Regions from separate parts of the Bombyx mori genome. Here region 2 is linked to region 1. Evidence: chromatin contacts called from public Hi-C data. All regions are on one chromosome and are shown on one strand. The core of a region is the stretch at or near the end of the contact, and the rest is flanking DNA. Distances in the headings are between cores, read along the strand shown. Region 1 overlaps LOC101737512 (protein jim lovell). Region 2 overlaps LOC119630755.

Region 1 (6,197 bases), core at 2,661-5,160:
ACTGCTTCTATTTGTACGAATTAGGTTTAAATTATATTAATAATCGACACACAACACGACAACGAGTCGAATACAAAGAAACGATAATTTTAAAAGATAACTTATTAGCCCAATCAATCAGTATAATAATCCCGCGAATCATGGACATACAAAATCATTCAAAAACTAAAAACAAGATGAATTCACAAAAATCAAATACATAAACGGGGAAACAGTTTTACGATCCCATTTTCTAAATAGTGCGCATTCCTTATTTTGGCACAAGTAACAATTTAATGCTAATTTCGTCCATTACAATTTTCAAATTTACTGTAAAAAGCATCGCTCACGTGCAAGAAGAAAGTAAACGTAATATCATAAACAAATAACGTAAAAGTCATTAAATATTCAATAATACATTGTTAATTTACATATAAAATCCCTGTAATGATAATATTGTAATAGTGATGCGACTATAAGTAGTATGATCGATTGAAGCCAATTACTGTCATTCTAAAATGTAGTGTACAAGTTTTTTTTTTGTATAAAATAGACTCATAAATAGTGATCAGTCTTCTGTCAAGATAATTATGGATATTTTAGTAGATGAAGTTAAACATGGTCACCCAACCTGGGAATCGGGAGCTAGTTTTAAATACATTTATTCCCAATATGTTGTAGCGATAGTACAAAGCGTCAAGATCGCTATCTAAGACATGAGATCTAAGTAAGTAAAACAGCTGTGCTATTCTTCAAATCAGAACGCAAGAATGCTTCGCAGCAGAAGTAGCTAGATCGTGGTATCAACCCGTGCGGGTACACAGTACGTTCTACCACCAGTAAAAAAAGCTTTATTCAGGTGGGTTCAATGAAGATGGTTATTGATTAGGTAATATTTGAGTCATATTAAAACTTAAGGTTGGTGACTGAGACATTTAACTTTTGATAATTTAATAAATCAATGATTCATTCGCGGAGATCCATGTTGGTACAAACTTATTTGATATTACACGCGTAACAATTAATTTAATAGGGAAAATACGTTTTCAAATGAGAACTATCAACAGATTTTTTGTACATATTTAATTTTTAAAAATTAGAACAGAATTGGTTTCTAATTGAACTAAAGGCAATATATTAATATTGTGCATTTAATGGCGGCACTTCATTCAGGGGACATAAATTCTATTTGTATCTAAACACGCAAATAGCAAAAATAGTTTCTGGTTGGTTTGTCTCGTTAATCGGGTATAATGGAACTGATATTTTTTTTCTTGGTTCCTTTCAATGGATGGTTATTGGATGGTGTTTACACATCAGACGTTTGACCAAATGCGGAATTATCACTATTCGCTTAAGGGCGGATTCGACCAAACTTAAATTTAAACTCGAGTAACTATACGAGGAATAACCTATTCCATGATTTTAATCTCGAGTAAATTCATAGTCGTTTTTCCACGTATACTTGGGCTAGGAATAACAATACGCGAATAGCAGAGTGAATGGTGAACAAAAATAAAATCCGGCAAATAAATGTTGTTGTTCAACGGCATAGTGTAAGAGCATACAAATCGTCAACTCGATTTTGCCGTATTTTAGTGTGAAAAAGTAGCTGTTGTGTAAGATATCCAGCTGTCAAACGTATTATTTTTATTTCTTGTTTGTTTGAGGGAATTGTCAAGTTTTGTCGTGTGGTTTTATCTTTTTTCGTTTAAACGTTGCATTCAGACTATTAATAATCATTTAGTGCATTGCGTTGACTTGAAATTAAAACAGAATAAATATTTATGAAATGACAGAAATCAGATGTTGGACTGACAGACGCCATTACTTTATTCTAGGAATAGCTCCGTTATTCCGTGCGAAACGGCGGTATAGTAACAATTCCCGAATAGGCCCACTATTCTTAGAATTGTAGTTGGTAAAACGTAAAATTGATTTACTCTCGATTAACTGACGAGTTATTCTAAGAATAAGATTTACTCTTGTTTGGTCGAATCGACCCTAAGTCTCTTGAAATGAAGTGCCGCTTTAACATTCGATTAAATTTTTTTAACGTTTGAGATCATTGTCCGATCAATCCGTCGAAGTGAATGTCAAAAACGACATATTAAAGTTGTTGCCTTTAGTAAATATATAATTTCTAAATGTAATAGTATACAATTATCTAAAGCCAGGCCTGGGTTGAACCTTGTTATTTAATCTAACGTTCATTATTCACTAAAATCTTGAAAGCTCTTTTTTATTTGAACATTGAAGTGCCGATATACGTTTATTTGTCTTCGCCTGGCGCGCACTGTTTCTTTGTTTTGATATTTTAATGTTGGCCAATTTGTACGATATATATGAAAGTTGTCATCTTGTTTTTTTTTTTTACTTTTCTACGAATTGGACGAGGACGTCTTCATTTACGGTTTCTCTAAACAAATTCTTTAGTCGGTGTTGGCATTTGCTGTTAAGTCTATTGTTGATTTTCAATTTAATATGTATTTTTGTAAACGAGTGCGTATCGAGTTCGTAGTCTGCATCCCCTAAAACTTTAAGTACGTAGTTTTAGCTTAGTTTTACTTAAGTGTAGAATAAAAGAATTTTCTTATAATCTTGACCACCTTTGGTCCGGTGATCTACCTACGTACCGTTTCACGACTAAATCCTACAACAATTACAAATACACTACTATATACCATTTTAGACACTTGAATGTCCGTATCGAATTAATGGTTCATACTTTTTTTTTGCTTTATCAATTTACCATTTAAAATATTTACATTCAAAAATCGTTTTTTGTTTTTTTATAAATTATCGAATACAATAACTATTATTACGAAATATTTTACAAACTTTGGTGAAATTCAGATATTCCGCACATTTAACACGTATCTACAGCCACATTAATGTAATATTACACAGGATATAAATTTATGTTGGTTATTTCTAAGACCACAACCACAATATAAGAAAAATAAAATAGTAGATGACGTGTGATTCAAAAATAGAATTTGTACTGGCCAGTGTGTTTTCGCGCCATTCGCTCACAAGATGGCCGGCCTTGTTGATTTTGGTCAAGATACACAACATAAAACGATTTAATCTAAATACAAGGAATGTTGAAATGGAATGTTAACAGTACAACAGAATAGGGAATGTCCTAAGTAACAAGTAACAATCACAACACATTTCATACTTATTGCACTCCTTCAGAATAAATTATCGCTTATTCATTATTTTACGCGATACTCAATATACATTTACAATATTAACACATCTTTTAAATTTAATAAATTTAACTAATACTCAATAAAGTTTGGACGTAGCCCCGTTGGGCCCCGGAGGATCCAGAAGGTTCGAAAATACGTAATCGTCCGTAAAACTGAAATCTATTCGGTGCATTTTAAACAGACAGGCATAGAAGTATCGCACTTGTCGCGTTCGAGCGCAACGCGGCAACGTACTGTGTGCTCAGTGCGAGTTTTTAACTTCTCGATTACGTAAAAGTTAACTCAAATTAGTATGTGGTTGGAACAGCGCCCCTAGCGGCAAACAAAGGGAAGCTTTTTCAACTCCATACAAATTTGAGTTAAGTTTTACGCGATCGAGAAGTTAAAAACCTTGCACTAAGCACACCTATGTAGATATTACACGTGAAGTTAATACGAGTGTTGTTGTGTCTATATACTAAACGATTAATTTATCCCCTACGAATTTATAAAAAAACTATAACATTATAATTACGACATTTACATGAGATCTTTTAAAATACACTAACTAAATTCCAGTTTTAGTCCCTTTTTTTTGAAAACATTTCGATAAAGATACGCGGGTGAGATGTGGATTCGTTCGTCAGCCGCGTTCGCCGCGAGCGACGGGAGTTAGTCCTGACCGTTGTGATGCAGGAGGGTGCGAGTGTCAGGGGGCGGGTGCGGGGGGTGCGGCGCGCGGTAAGTGTCGCCCTCCTCGTCCGCAGAGTTCTCCTTCGACCGGTCGCTCTTGCAGTCCTCCTCCTTGGTGCCGGACAGCGAGTCCAGAGCCATCGGCATCGACTGATACAACTCCCTTGCCTTCTCGTTGGGCGGAAGCAAGTGAAGCATGTTCAGTGGCATCGGGAAGCCCGGCGGGAACTCCGGGTAGAATCCTTGGGAGAAGGGGTTGAACATCGGGTTGGACGATATGTCCGGCTCGGAGCTGGACGGCCTTTGGCCCACGTTCTGGTGGTCGTCTTTATCGTGATGCTTACTTGAAGGGTGGTTGTTGTTGTTGTTTCCGGAGTTGAGGTTGAGCACGTCTAGGGGCGCTCCAATGCAATCTTTCCGCAGCTGCTCCAGTTTGAGGCTCTTCCCGTACTTGCCTCGCACGTACATGAGCAGAGAGTTGTACGGGATACCGAATATTCTCGAAGCTTGGCTCGTCGTCATTTTCTTGTTCCACACATGCTGCAGGGCCTCCGTGAGCTCTGCGTTTGTCCAGGATCGAGGTGGGCCACCGCGCGGCGCGCTATGCTGTCCTTTTGGTCTCCCTGTTAACCAAAACATGCATGTAAATGAATATGAAACGGCGTTTTTCCTACCCAAACTGATGGTCTTGAGAGACCATTTCAGCGTTGCTTTAACTAGTAGATTAGCTCACGGGGCTCAAACCTGACGTTGCGAACACTAACCCTAGCAAGAGCAGTGCTTCGTAGAATCTACCACCGGATCGGAAACGCGACCCACTGAGAAGATCCGACGAGAAACTCAGTAGGTAGGAAACGGCGTAAGAGAACTGCTATACAACAGCTGTGAAATAAACCTCTAAAGACACGTGCGATTGAGCAGTCATCGCGTATAGGTTAGTGAGCGACACGACATGTGCCGTGTAAGCTGCCGCCGACATTAGCTTATGCACAGCTCCTTAATGATCGTGTTTCGGCAATAACTCAGTACCGTCATGTCGGCGAAATGAGCGGGTTTCGGCGACATGCCGTCGGCGGCGACTCATTAATTCGTTGCGAGCACGCGACCGTTACCAGTTTTGTTGAAAAGAAGGCGGATCTGCATGCGCCGGTCGTGATATCGCCTCACATAGACAGCTAATTCGAGGACGATGATTCGTTATGGAAATTAGTATTAGTTTAAATAGATCGCGTGTCATAAGACGTGGCCGTAAATATAAGACGTGGTATAAGACTTGAAGTCGTTGTGGCCTAAAGGATAAGACGTCCGGTGCATTCGTATTTAGCGATGCAACGGTGCTCAAATCCCGCAGGCGGGTACCAACTTATCTAATGAGATACGTACTTCACAAATGTTCACGATTGACTTCCACGGTGAAGCGAATAACACCGCGTAACAAAATTCAAAACCCGCAAAATTTTATTTTGCGTAATTACTGGTGTTTGGGTATCTTGTGAGTCCGGATGGGTAGGTACAACCACCCTGCCTATTTCTGCCGTGACGCAGTAATGCGTTTCAGTTTGACGGGTCGGGCAGCTGTTGTAACTATACTAAGATCTTAGAACTCATATCTCAAGGTGAGTGGCGGCATTTACGTTGTAGACGTCTATGGGCTGTGAGCTCGTCCACTCATCTAAGCAATAAATATAAAAAAAATTCAATTCGTTAGCGCAAGCTTGACGCAAGAGCGGCATGCATGTCTGCGGTAAACGATGGGCACTAATCGATCGAGTAGCATTGAACGTAGAAGAGCATTCAAAGCACACGTTAGACTGTCTGCTCCCCTAACCGATACGATATCAGATCGTCTTAATAAACATTTGCGTTCGGAAACAATGGGCGTTTAACATTAGCGGTGCGCGATTCCGAGATGTGTGATGGGATGCTGCATGCGCATCTCGCATTATTAAAGCTCGTTGCATTGTTATCGGGCTACTTGTTCTACGTTCGATTCATTCGATCGGAGTCGTTGTGCTCACTCACATCAGATGAACATTATAACTTGTAGATAGACGAGGCATTGTTTCACGAACATGAAGGATTTCAAAATCGGATCCTTATTTCTTAACTGACTATTTTAAAACCTAAAAATATACGAACGTTGATATTGGAACAATGTTTAACTATATATTAATACGTGAAGCAAAAACTTTGTGTCCCTTTTTACGAAAATTGCGCGGACGGAGGAGTATGAAATTTTCCACACTTATAGAGAAGTGCACAATGCTAATATTTTTTTTAAATAATGCTTAAAAGATCCATTAAATCAATAAAGAAAACAATAGAGAC
Region 2 (6,174 bases), core at 638-3,137, 470 kb after region 1:
TCTTGGCATGTTTATCGGCAATGCTGTCAAAGTAATGTCATATAATGAGGGTATACAGTAATGCCAGTACATACGTTTTTCTGTTAAATAAAGTAAACATACTTATTCATTATCGAAGAATTTTACTTACCGTCCTCATGTTTTTTATTGTAATTTGACACAGATTATACTTTATTAGTATTGGCTATTAGTCTTATATGTATAATAAGTGTACTATCTACGGCTGTTTTTGGCAGGAAGGCGAGAAGCAAGGCTCTATAAACTGTTTTATTTCGTTAGGGTTTTTTTTCTTTGAGTTAACGTGTAACAATGGTGGTTTATTAGCAATCGCATCTGTCATAGTGCAAAGCGTGGAAACGAAATAAAGTCGCTGGACGTTGTATCGGTTGGTTCTTTCAAAAAGTCCACTAAAATTTTAATAATTTGGCTGTGATATTATTTGATTTCATCTCATCTCGTTACATTACATTTCATTCAATTAACGTAATATAAAAATTCTACCTTAAAATATCAACTTAATTTAATTCTGTCGTATTTCGATCTTCGCAAATAATCTATGGATATTTACATACCTAATAATTAATTGAATGAACTCATCGCTAGGAATAATGGCGTGGCAAGCAGCAAAATTATCATGCTGAAACAATTAACAACGACAATAATTTGTTTTTGTTGCCTTTCTTTCAAAGTACATAGATTATATGTTTCAAGATTTTCCCCGCGAATAATACAAGGGCAACAATGATAGATGCATCCCTGTTCTCTAAACACTTTAATGCGCGGCACACAATCAGATATTTGTTTTAAATTATGGTAATAAAATGTCTGCGAGAGTCACGCGCGGCGGAACGCGTGCTCGCGCCCCACGGGATGAGCGAATTAGATCGACCGTCCGATGTGGGATATTGTTAGGCAAGCTCCGAGTTCGAAATTGATGGGACGCGGTTAGTCTCATATTTCGAAATCATATTGTTTGGTTTAAACGGTCGGTGATGCTTGTAAAAGGCTTTAAGGAATTATTGTCGGACGGGATATTTTGAAAATGTCTTTTTTTTTTGCATTTTTCCAATTCAAATAAAACTAATTAAATGTTTTTTTTTGTATTTTTTCAATCCAAATATAACTAATTATACGGATTAATCTCCTGTTTTTTAATTTTCATTATTCTAATTCCGACATTTCGAATTCTTACGGACCAATAATTCCTCAAATATTGTGCTAACTACGGTCTATTTATCGATAAAAATATTTCTAGACTTTTACATTTCATTTCACACGAAACGAACTAATAGTATCTTGAGGTCTGACTTTTATTTTCATGGGTTTTTTTTTTATCTACACGAAACAAACGATTTTATCGTAAAATACCTTAAGTTGTTTACGCTTGAAACGAAAATTCGTTCTGATAATTTGTTTTTTATATCGCTAAAGGTTTTATTGCCGACTTATAGCATATTAGTACCAGTTCTTAGTTTGAAATCGTTATTAAAAATTTCGGATACATAAAAACGATTCAGTTAAAATACAAAAACAGTATTAAAAAAAGTAATGACTAAGCATTTTGGGAGCTTTATGTTGTTGTAGTAAAAGATGACGATTTGTCGACGTTGACATAACTATCCCAAACCAAAATTAAAAAAAAATGGATTTTTAGATTTACATTATTCGATTAGGGGTATTGTCTAAAAATTACGGAATATAATTATAGAAGGCAATGAACTGTGCTGCCCGGAATCAGTCGAATTTTTATGATCGCTAAACGAATAGAACACTCGGATTCAGCACAAAAACAACATTCAAAGGCAGCTAGCTGTAGATGCAGATCATAATACATGATTGTACGGTGTGCAGAATGACGCATACTTGGCGCGTTTGCAGCGGGAAATGCGCAGTGCGAGATAAGCCCGAACGGACTTTGTGATGTCTACTGTCCGCGCGTCTCCGCTCACGTTCGATTAACATGGATACACATTGAATTTTATTTTTCATACCTTAGATGGATAATTGAGATGATAGCCCACCTAATCGTGGCTATCGCTCTGGGACATCAGCAATGCCAGGCGGATAGCCAAGCCGTTGTCATCTGCTTAAGACGCCTCAAACCTCGCTTTAACGCTATTTTATTTTTAACAATTCTTACTTTTCGAATTTACTGCATGTTATAAAGTAGAGAGTCATTTTAAAGTAATTGAAGTTAATAATGATTAATAATTATCTTAATACTTGTTGGGATTGGGTGGAAACATGTAATGTTCTGTACTATGCAAAAACAGATGGAAATTCACACCTCGCTATCAAGTAAAGTAATTTTTATCGCCAAATGCTTACAACGACCACACCCTAATCACCAACAACTTAGGATAGAGAGCAATACTAAAATTCTGAAAACCTCATCTAATTTGTTGCGTAATTAATTCTTGTGCTTTATTAATTGTGATTGTTATGGAAGACATACTGGAAACATCATAAAGGAAGCCGTAATTTAAAAAAAAGATCGTTACTATCCACATTAAGCGAGCATCCACCTAGGAGCGAATCGTAGCAGGCTTTACCCGCATTGTTGCACTGATTTAGAACGGCAGACATCTCCAAACTAACTCGAACGTTTCTCACGTATTAATATATTCTATTCGATTCGATAACTCGATATAACGATGTATCGATTAGGATTATCGTGTTTCGTACTTAGTTTCGAAATTCGGAGTAGCCGGTCGAGTTTGGAAATTCGAATTGTATTTTGTTTTAGTTGTTCGATTGTTGTACGAGTAAGTACGTTTTAATGAAATCGTTTGGAAATTAGAAATTTTGTAACGCTATTGTTTTGTTTGGTTGAACTGAATCTTTCGGAATTGTTTCGTGTTGGAGCTGTGTTTTGGCGCTTTCGGGTGTAAATAAGACTTGGAATAAGAATTGTTAGACTTCAATTCTCTTTCTTGTCAATTCGCAGTCCATCTGTCCATGTATGATTAGCGTAATTTACGGACACCATTAATTCCTAGATAAAGCCTACCCTATTCCTACAACAGTGTACAAAAATAAACACCTATATGAATTTACGTTTGCAAGTTACTATTCGCGCTGATTTTGCGTCAAATGAAATCGGAATCGTGCGATTTATATATTTTCGTAATCATGCCAGTCTTAGTGGCTGTTAACTGCTCACGAGCAATCATGAGTTCCGTTGAATTGTGGCACATTATAAGAGTACAATTCGAATTTAGATTGCGAGTTTCAAGGCGAGCGTTCGCATTCGCGTTGTGATGTTTTCGTTTTTTTTTTCGATTTAGTAAGACCGAGAAACCCAGCGAGCTGATGCTCTGGGCCAAGTGTCAGGTTTGGCACATTATAAGAGTACAATTCGAATTTAGATTGCGAGTTTCAAGGCGAGCGTTCGCATTCGCGTTGTGATGTTTCCGTTTTTTTTTCGATTTAGTAAGACCGGGAAACCCAGCGAGCTGATGCTCTGGGCCAAGTGTCAGGTTTGGCACATTATTAGAGTACAATTCGAATTTAGATTGCGAGTTTCAAGGCGAGCGTTCGCATTCGCGTTGTGATGTTTCCGTTTTTTTTTTTCGATTTAGTAAGACCGGGAAACCCAGCGAGCTGATGCTCTGGGCCAAGTGTCAGGTTTGGCACATTATTAGAGTACAATTCGAATTTAGATTGCGAGTTTCAAGGCGAGCGTTCGCATTCGCGTTGTGATGTTTCGGTTTTTTTGTTTTCGATTTAGTAAGACCGAGAAACCCAGCTAGCTGATGCAGTGGGCCAAGTGTCAGCTTCAACTGCCTTTTGTTAATTTTTTATTTTATAGGGATAATCGAGTGCACAATCGTAAATACCCTGTGGCGATAGCCATAATAGAACACAAGATATTTGACAGATGCCTGTGAATCTTGCTTACGATACTTTCAAGATAAGCTTACATTTAAACAAGCTCCGAACAATAACGTTCGGCCGAAGATCTTCCCTTTGCCGTCCCAACCTTTAATCTCTACAATATTTAGATTTTATGCTATATTGTGTCATCAAAAACGAATCCTAATTCTACCGTGGAGGTGTCAGGCTCTTTAAAAAAAAGTTCGAGATAGTTAGTTGATCTCATTTATCAAGGTTAGGTTGTAATTTTCATGTTTTTTTTTTATTGCTTAGATGGGTGGACGGGCTCACAGCCCACCTGGTGTTAAGTGTTTACTGGAGCCCATAGACATCTACAACGCAAATGCGCCACCCACCTTGAGACACCTTGTTACCTAAGGTCTCAGTATAGTTACAGCGGCTACCTCACCCTTCAAACCGAAACACATTACTGCTTCACTGCAGAAATAGGCAGGGCGGTGGTACCTACCCGTGCGGACTCACAAAAGGTCCACCACCATTGAAAAATGTTAGATTTACTAGCATGACGCTATATGTACCATGAACCTGCTTAACGCAAAAAAGCGGTGACATACTGCAGAACGGTATATAATATATTATCTCTCAGAGCCCGTGCTCGCCCACTGATCCTGGTAGAACTGGAAATACTTTAGGGCCACGAGAAATCTCACTTTCCGGAAAAAAAGCATCTTATCCACATTTACCTAACAGAGCACAAAATAAAAACTTTAATGCAACACACATATCTATAATATATCACACAAACAAGCTATCAGACGAAACGGTACCGAAACATCCCAATTAAAGATACAAACGTATCTGATTGAACGTCACCGAACGGACGGTAATCAGTAGAACAATGAGGCGATAATGATATTTTGACAATTTGATGGCTTATTAACTCTTTCGGATCGGCGGTCGAATCTATGAGCTGCGTTTGTGTCTCCTACGTCGGGAGTTTCTCCAGAACTTTCTGGAAATCTCAGCCAGATCCGTGTAATATTTTTTTGGAAGTACATATTAACGGATTTCGGGCTTAAACTAGGATCCGTTCGAAATTGGACCATAATAAGTGACGCTCAAGGTATAGTTTCATTTTAATTATTACATCTCGTATTTTTTTTCTTCGACAATATCAACGAAACTGGTCCAACTGTTACGGAGTCTATAGAGAAGACTACACATATCGATTTTATTTGCGTATATTTTTGTACGTAAATAGAGCTGTGTGCTTAGGGCGAGTTTTTTAACGTTCTCGATATCGTAAGAGTTAACTCAAATTTGTATGCAGTTGGAACAGCGCACTTAGCGGCAAACGTGGCAAACGTTTTACGCTATCAAGAATGTTAAAAAACTCGCACTAAGCACACTAGTCTCAAATTGGAGAGCTCTAAATTTTTATTTTCATTTACCGTATGACGTCAGGCTTGTTTCAAATGTAACGAGTACATATAATTATCTATATATTAATACGTGAAGCAAAAATTTTGTATCCCTTTTTACGAAAATTGCGCGGACGGAGGAGTATGAAATTTTTCACACTTATAGAGAATATAGAGAAGAAGTGCACAATGCTAATATTTTTTTAAAATAATGCATAAAAGATACATTAAATCAATAAAGTAAACATTACACATACTACCATGTATTTGACACACACACGCATGCATACTATTTATTTATTGTCAAACTTATGTTCTTGACGTCTGTTATCAAATTGAGAATCGATTGAATATTGTTTGTCTTTATTAATATTTTTCTATAGTGTAGTCTTGGCGTTGAAAATACAATCATAATAGTGTAATAAAACTGTAGTAGTAATGAAACAAACTTACAATTCCAATTAATTATAGTCGAATTTCGACCACTGCGAGACATCTAGTTAAATATAATTCACTCTGATTTCGATTTCCAACTTTAATTTGTTCGTATAGAATATTAACCTCTAATAATTATTTGTAAATAATTGACTCTGTGTTGAAATGCCTAGAGATCTAATAATCTACATCGAGTCCTTGAATCCCGCTCATGGCTTCGGCATTCTACTCCTGATGTGCTTTGTACGTTATTGCATTGGTGGTAGGACCTCTTGTGAGTCCGCATGGCTTAGGTACCACCACCCTACCTATTTCTGCCGTGAAGCAGTAATGCGTTTCGGTTTGAAGGACGGGGCAGCCGTCGTAGCTATACTAAGATCTTAGAACTTATATCTCAAGGTGGGTGGCGCATTTACGTTGTAGATGTCTATGGGCTCCAGTAACCGCTTAACACCAGGTGGGCTGTGAGCTCGTCCGCCCA

What was found. A called contact is a pair of places that touch in the nucleus more often than the background predicts.
Region 2: a contact with region 1 is called in a Hi-C map of whole pupa, with 4 times the contacts expected there. The contact joins two enhancer-like sites. A contact is called at or near these places in 2 of 7 Hi-C or Micro-C datasets (both in whole pupa).

The regions. Positions count from the first base shown.
Region 1 is chr3:11,049,346-11,055,542 of ASM3026992v2, forward strand. LOC101737512 (protein jim lovell) reads right to left here. Exons shown (of 3, transcript XM_004931636.5): 3 at 1-4,492. The coding sequence ends at 3,849. Among protein-coding and RNA genes, the nearest start is that of LOC101737512, 40 kb to the right of the region's middle. Within about 2 kb of position 3,911, at least 6 of the 8 cell types and tissues checked have open chromatin away from gene starts, as enhancers often do.
Region 2 is chr3:11,523,009-11,529,182 of ASM3026992v2, forward strand. LOC119630755 reads left to right here. Exons shown (of 3, transcript XM_062674474.1): 3 at 1-972. Among protein-coding and RNA genes, the nearest start is that of LOC119630755, 10 kb to the left of the region's middle. Within about 2 kb of position 1,888, at least 6 of the 8 cell types and tissues checked have open chromatin away from gene starts, as enhancers often do.